Linked DNA regions of Mus musculus: region 1 is linked to region 2. A link is a contact called in public Hi-C data. All regions are on one chromosome and are shown on one strand. The core of a region is the stretch at or near the end of the contact, and the rest is flanking DNA. Distances in the headings are between cores, read along the strand shown. Region 1 holds the start of Pttg1ip2 (PTTG1IP family member 2). Region 2 overlaps Cdk14 (cyclin-dependent kinase 14).

Region 1 (2,700 bases), core at 175-2,674, 360 kb before region 2:
TCCTTGCTCCAGCCTTCTGTAAAAGCTCTAAGAGTGTCTTAAATTGGATACACTTAGAATCATTTGCCCAGGCCTGAGCGAGGAAGAACTCAACGCCTGGAGTCTCCCAGTTCTAACATTTCAGGTTCTGCTTCCATGTCAGGAGCTGCACCATAAGAGCCAATGAGCAGCAAGAAGCACACTTCCTGAGATGACGGAAGGGTGTGTGTGTGTGTGTGTGTGTGTGTGTATGTATGTATGTATGTATGTATGTATGTATGTGTATGTATGTAGCAGCTAACTCCAGTTGCTTTCCAAAGGCACTAGCAATTCACAGTTGTGCCAAAGGTGGCTTGCCCCACATGTCCAGCAGCAGGGTTAGTTTCCTTTGTAAACGGTTGCCCACCCGATGAACACAGCATCACAGTTCATTACTACTCTTTTTTTTTTTTTGTACTAGCTATGATTTTTTCCCCTCGGGATTTATTTCCTACTTGGACTTTACTTTTCTATAAATGGGCTCTTGATATCCCTGCTCATTTTCTCATTTTGCATTTGTGTCTCCCCTGCTTGTGAGAACACATTTCATATTACAGCAAACAGTGCTCTGTTTCATGTCTGCCTAATAGACAAGGAAAAAACCGAATTCTTGATCATGTCTTTCCTCCTTTCTTACGGGTCAATAGTAGATACTTCATTAGTAAGTCACAATATAGATCATAAATATGTGAGGAATATGGGAAACCATTCCATCATCCATTTTTAAAAACAAACAGAATGGTCATTGCTGAAGGACACATTGCCATCGTCTCCCATCACTTAGCGTTCACTCTCCATGCTCACACGGAGTCAGGAGTGCTCCAGGCCCAGTCGTTCTGGATCAACCTCCCCCAATGCCTGCCTTGTCCTTTAATTGTGTACAATTATTATATATCTGAAAGTTCATTTTTTTAAAACATAGATTTACCTTAAAGGGGAAAGTTTATATCCTTGTCATTGTATATTTTAACTACTAAAAGATTATGAAAATAAGAGGTTCATCTGTATACTACCTAAAACACACCATATGTTGACCAACTGCATTAGAACACACCAACTGTCCCAGCCAAGTCAAGGGCAGGACTAGAAGTTTTCAGACAGTGAGTTTCACAGCCTCCTGTGTACCACACCGAGCAGGGTAAGATCGTAGAGATTCATTTATATCTGAGGCATGCTATCCTGAATGGCAAACCACTTTATATATTATGGACATTGGAAATTAGAACTTAGTCCTTTCATCAAAAATCAACAATATGTCAGAAAAACAAAACAAACAAACCAAGTAGGCTTTGAGGGCAGAGAAAGAGACCTTGATCAAGTCCAGCGGACAAACTGCACGTGGTATTCAGGGCTTGAGACTAGTGCACACCCGGAGTGTGATCTTGAAGTTCTTATTCTAGCCAGAACATTCTAAGATTCTGCTAATTATGCTGGCATGAAAGGGTCAGAACAGGAGGGCCCAGCGCCCAGGGCTGGGCAGGTTCCCTGAGCAGGATTATCCTGTCTAGTCCGGTACCCAAAGGGGGAGAGGAGCCATGTGCTGGCTGAGGGCATGGAGCCACATCCTCCTGCCCGTTTTCCTCTCTGTAGCTCTCATCCAGCTGATTTTCAACTTATCTGACCATAAGACTAAAACCCACCATCACTGGAAGCGGAAAATCGAAGCAAAATACGTTGAAAAGGGTGAGTGACTTGTGAAATCAGGCACAGTGCTATGGCTGTACCCCACTGGCTTTTTGGTTGGGGTATCCTGACTGGCTCAATTGTCCGTTTCAAAATTTGCCTTTTGGTGGTGGTGGTAAGACATGTTTAAGGGAGCTTTATGTTTTGGGGGAAATCTTGTTAATATTGGACTTGTTCTTCCTTTTACTACCTAAACTGTATTGATGAGAGCTGGAGGTATAAACTGGCTACCCGTTTTAATATAAAAAGAACTTCAGGGCTGGCAAGATGGCTCAGTGTTAAGAGCACTGACTGCTCTCCCGAAGGTCCCGAGTTCAAATCCCAGCAACCACATGGTGGCTCCCAAACCATCCGTAATGAAATCTGATGCCTTCTTCTGGAGTGTCTGAGGACAGCTACAGTGTACTTACATATAATAAATAAATAAAAAAAAAAATAAAAAAAATAAAAAAAAGAACTTCAAAGAAAAGTGACCATTTTCTCCATCTTGACAACTCCCTCATTGCCAGAGGCCAGACATGTTGCTTGGGGGACCTCTCATACTTATTCTGGTTCCTATGTGATTTTAGGGTTACCAGGAAAGACAGATTAAGATAAAAATTACTTCTGGTCAAGAGGTTGGAATTTATGGCTTGGGTAGAGACCCAGCATTCCATTTGAGGGGGCTATCCATCAGGCCAAGGGGCTATCCCTAGGAAGCCAAGCTAGAGAGAGAGACAAAACACTTAGTCCCTTCCTGAAATGATGTAATTTGTTTTCCCAGAGTACCTGCCCAGGTGCAGCAGCTCACAAAGCTGCACGCGTGAATCTCAAGTCTGACCACTTCTCCTGAACTCTTTACATCTCTTTTTTATAAGCGTGCTTTCCCCAACACTTTGGGCTCCTGACTTCTCTAAGGCCTCTCCTATTCCCACTGTGAGGCTGTGTGTCAGCCATGTATCTGACCTCCATGCTGGATCAAATAGCATGTCCTTTTTCCTTCTTTTCTCCATTGTCCTT
Region 2 (2,700 bases), core at 189-2,688:
ATTCAAGAAAACTACAAATACTAATTTATAAATAGATTATCAATAGACTGTTACCTTTCAAGTTACAGTTAATATATAGAGCTCTGATTTAAGGATCCAAATACATGACACATGGTACCAGAAAGTCTGAATATAGCAAAAATTTGGAGAAAAGGTAATTTAAAAAAACAATCAAGTAAAATATATCATTTCTTAAAGTTACTGAATTTATATCAGTTTTAAAAATTTAATTAAACACACACACACACACATACACACACACACATTTAATACCCTTACTGTGTTTTAACATGTTGCTAATGAATAAAATACTGAATAGGATTTGCCTAGTGTCAAATACTATTTTACTCTTCCTAGGAAGACTATATGTCTTTCACTATCTAACTTGTGCATGACATGTCCTCTGCTTAGCTAATGAATTCTGATCATTATCTGTTGCTTTGGTCTAACTTGGCCAGTTGCTAAGTGCTACGCATCACTCCTTGTCCATCAGCCCAGAGACTGCAGCACTACCACGTGTTGTGTTTGAAGACTTGTAATTCATGCTCACAGGCATGTTACCTTTGAGCGTTTATTCATGTACATTTTGCATATACTCTTATTATATGTTACCTGTAGTTTTAAATTGTTTTGAGCACACAGACATTGAAGACCAGAAATTATGATTATGAAGTGTCTACTCTACTTTTAAATGAACACATCCTCTACATTAACATAAAAAATCCCATACTCAACTTTGAAGTTGTTTCAATTTTGTATAAATATAAAATTCCTATTAAAATAAATCTGAGTCATCATAATTTCCAAATATTTTTATTAGTCACTTGTTTTTTCTCTTCTAAATTTCAGTAACTTCATTTTCTCGCTGGGGGCCATGTGTGTGTGTGTGTGTGTGTGTGTGTGTGTGTGTGTGTGGTCACTTGTTGCCAAATGTTTCTTATGCTCATCTCCTTGATAGAAATTATAACCAGTTTCAGATGGTGAGTTGATCATGTGCCAAGCCTACTAATTAGTTTGAAGTAAATATTGAGGGATATTTTACTCAAATTGTCCAGTATGACTGTACAAAGTTATTTATGGTATATTTGATTCATGTTTGAAATTGGCAGAGGCAAATTTTCCAATGTGTTCACCCTGGAATCAGGAAAGCACAGCTGAATTGTTCTGTAACCAAGCAGTGAGGTTTTATTTTTTTTTTTCTTGAAATCTTTTCAACAACCTCTCATTTGGCAAATTGTACGAGATCAACAGAAGGGAGGAGTATTAAATGTTCCACCTCACCGACTAGAGGTTGGCATTAGAGCTAAAAAGCATAATAGATTAGCCATGGCTGTTTATGCTTCTAAAAACCTGAAGGTTCACACTAAAGCAGCATCAAGTATTCCTGCTGAATATGTCAGATGCTGGGGAAGTTGTCGCTGCAAGTATTGTCCAAACTTTGAGGAAAAAAGGAAGCTGCTTTCTTTATAGGATTTCCTGTGATTTCACACACACCCTCAGCCCCGAGGAGAGATCATAGTGACAAAATAACAGAGAAGCAGAAGGGAGAAGCTGCCCTTTGTCTTTTTTTTTTTTGAATCACAAGCAGGACAATGATTTGCTTTTTGGATATACATGGGTCTGAATTTCTAATCCATTGAAAATTCTAGAAATACTAAGAATGCAAGAATTAAAGTGATTTCCTGCATGCTTTGTGAACCAGAGCCTTTTTTATGTTCACTGTAGAAAGAGCTACTGCTTTAAAGCAATACGTTTAAGTTTTTGAGAGATATGACACTGCCTCTGATCATCATATTCTGTAGATAAGGACTTGCACTTTTACACTCACAGAACTTGAGAAACCTGAAGTTCATTTGCCCCTAAATGTATTGAAATAATTTAAAAAGCAAACTCTGATTTGGAAAACAGACTTCTTGCTAGGTACCATGGCGAACATCTGTAAACCCACCCCTGAGAAGTCAGAGGTAGGAAGATCATTGTTTGAGGCCAGTCTGGATTGGATACTGAGTTCCAGGCTATCCTGGGCTATATAGTGCGACCCTGCTACAAACAAAGCAAAAAAACAAATACAAAAACAAACAAATGAAAAAACAAAATAACAACAACAACAACAACCCAACAACAACAAAAGGTGAGGGGAAAGATGAGAGGTCTTTACCTACACGTACTCACACGTACTCTAAATTGATCCCTCCTTTATGACCATAACACACATTTTTTAGACTTCAGTCCTTAAGTCTTGATGTCTTTCAGGCTTCAAAAGTCTTTCTCTAAACACATTACATTGTGGGAGAAAATGTATTTGTAACATAATGGATTTTTTTTTCCAGACATCTCTTGCGTTCATGAGACTTTTGATTAGTCCTATTTTGGAGTTTTGGCCTACAGGCTTCCTTCCTCTGGTGATGAGGAAGAATTCTATGGTATTTAGGAAAATTATATTAACACTGCTTCCAATATACCCTTCTCTGTCCTTTTTTTTCCTAAATGTGTTATTAGCAGGTCAAATATATGAATGGGATTATAAATGGTCCCTTTTTCTTAAAAAGAGGAAGAACACATTGGCATAAATTTAGCTCTCTTTGCTATTTTCTCATAATTGTTACCAAGTTTCTATGTAGTGAAGATGTTTTATTCATCTTATGAATTTTTAAATATTTCACTCCTTTAAGATTAATAAAGTGACACAGACTTTTCAGA

What was found. A called contact is a pair of places that touch in the nucleus more often than the background predicts.
Region 1: a contact with region 2 is called in a Hi-C map of muscle stem cells, with 2.1 times the contacts expected there. The contact joins the promoter of Pttg1ip2 here to the enhancer-like site in region 2. A contact is called at or near these places in 7 of 39 promoter capture datasets (the 3T3-L1 cell line, cranial neural crest, embryonic stem cells and 3 more), 2 of 484 Hi-C or Micro-C datasets (adipose-derived mesenchymal stem cells and muscle stem cells) and 1 of 9 other capture datasets (macrophages).

The regions. Positions count from the first base shown.
Region 1 is chr5:5,477,867-5,480,566 of GRCm38.p6, reverse strand. Pttg1ip2 (PTTG1IP family member 2) reads left to right here and starts at 1,424. Exons shown (of 7, transcript NM_001200025.1): 1 at 1,424-1,701. The coding sequence starts at 1,554. It overlaps Gm30325 (a long non-coding RNA gene), which reads right to left and starts at 1,400. Exons shown (of 5, transcript XR_868230.3): 1 at 1,298-1,400.
Region 2 is chr5:5,114,034-5,116,733 of GRCm38.p6, reverse strand. The region is part of intron 6 of Cdk14 (cyclin-dependent kinase 14); the gene reads left to right. Among named protein-coding and RNA genes, the nearest start is that of Gm30151, 260 kb to the left of the region's middle. Within about 2 kb of position 1,438, at least 7 of the 459 cell types and tissues checked have an H3K27ac peak or open chromatin away from gene starts, as enhancers often do. A contact at or near this core is called in muscle stem cells, where this site is marked.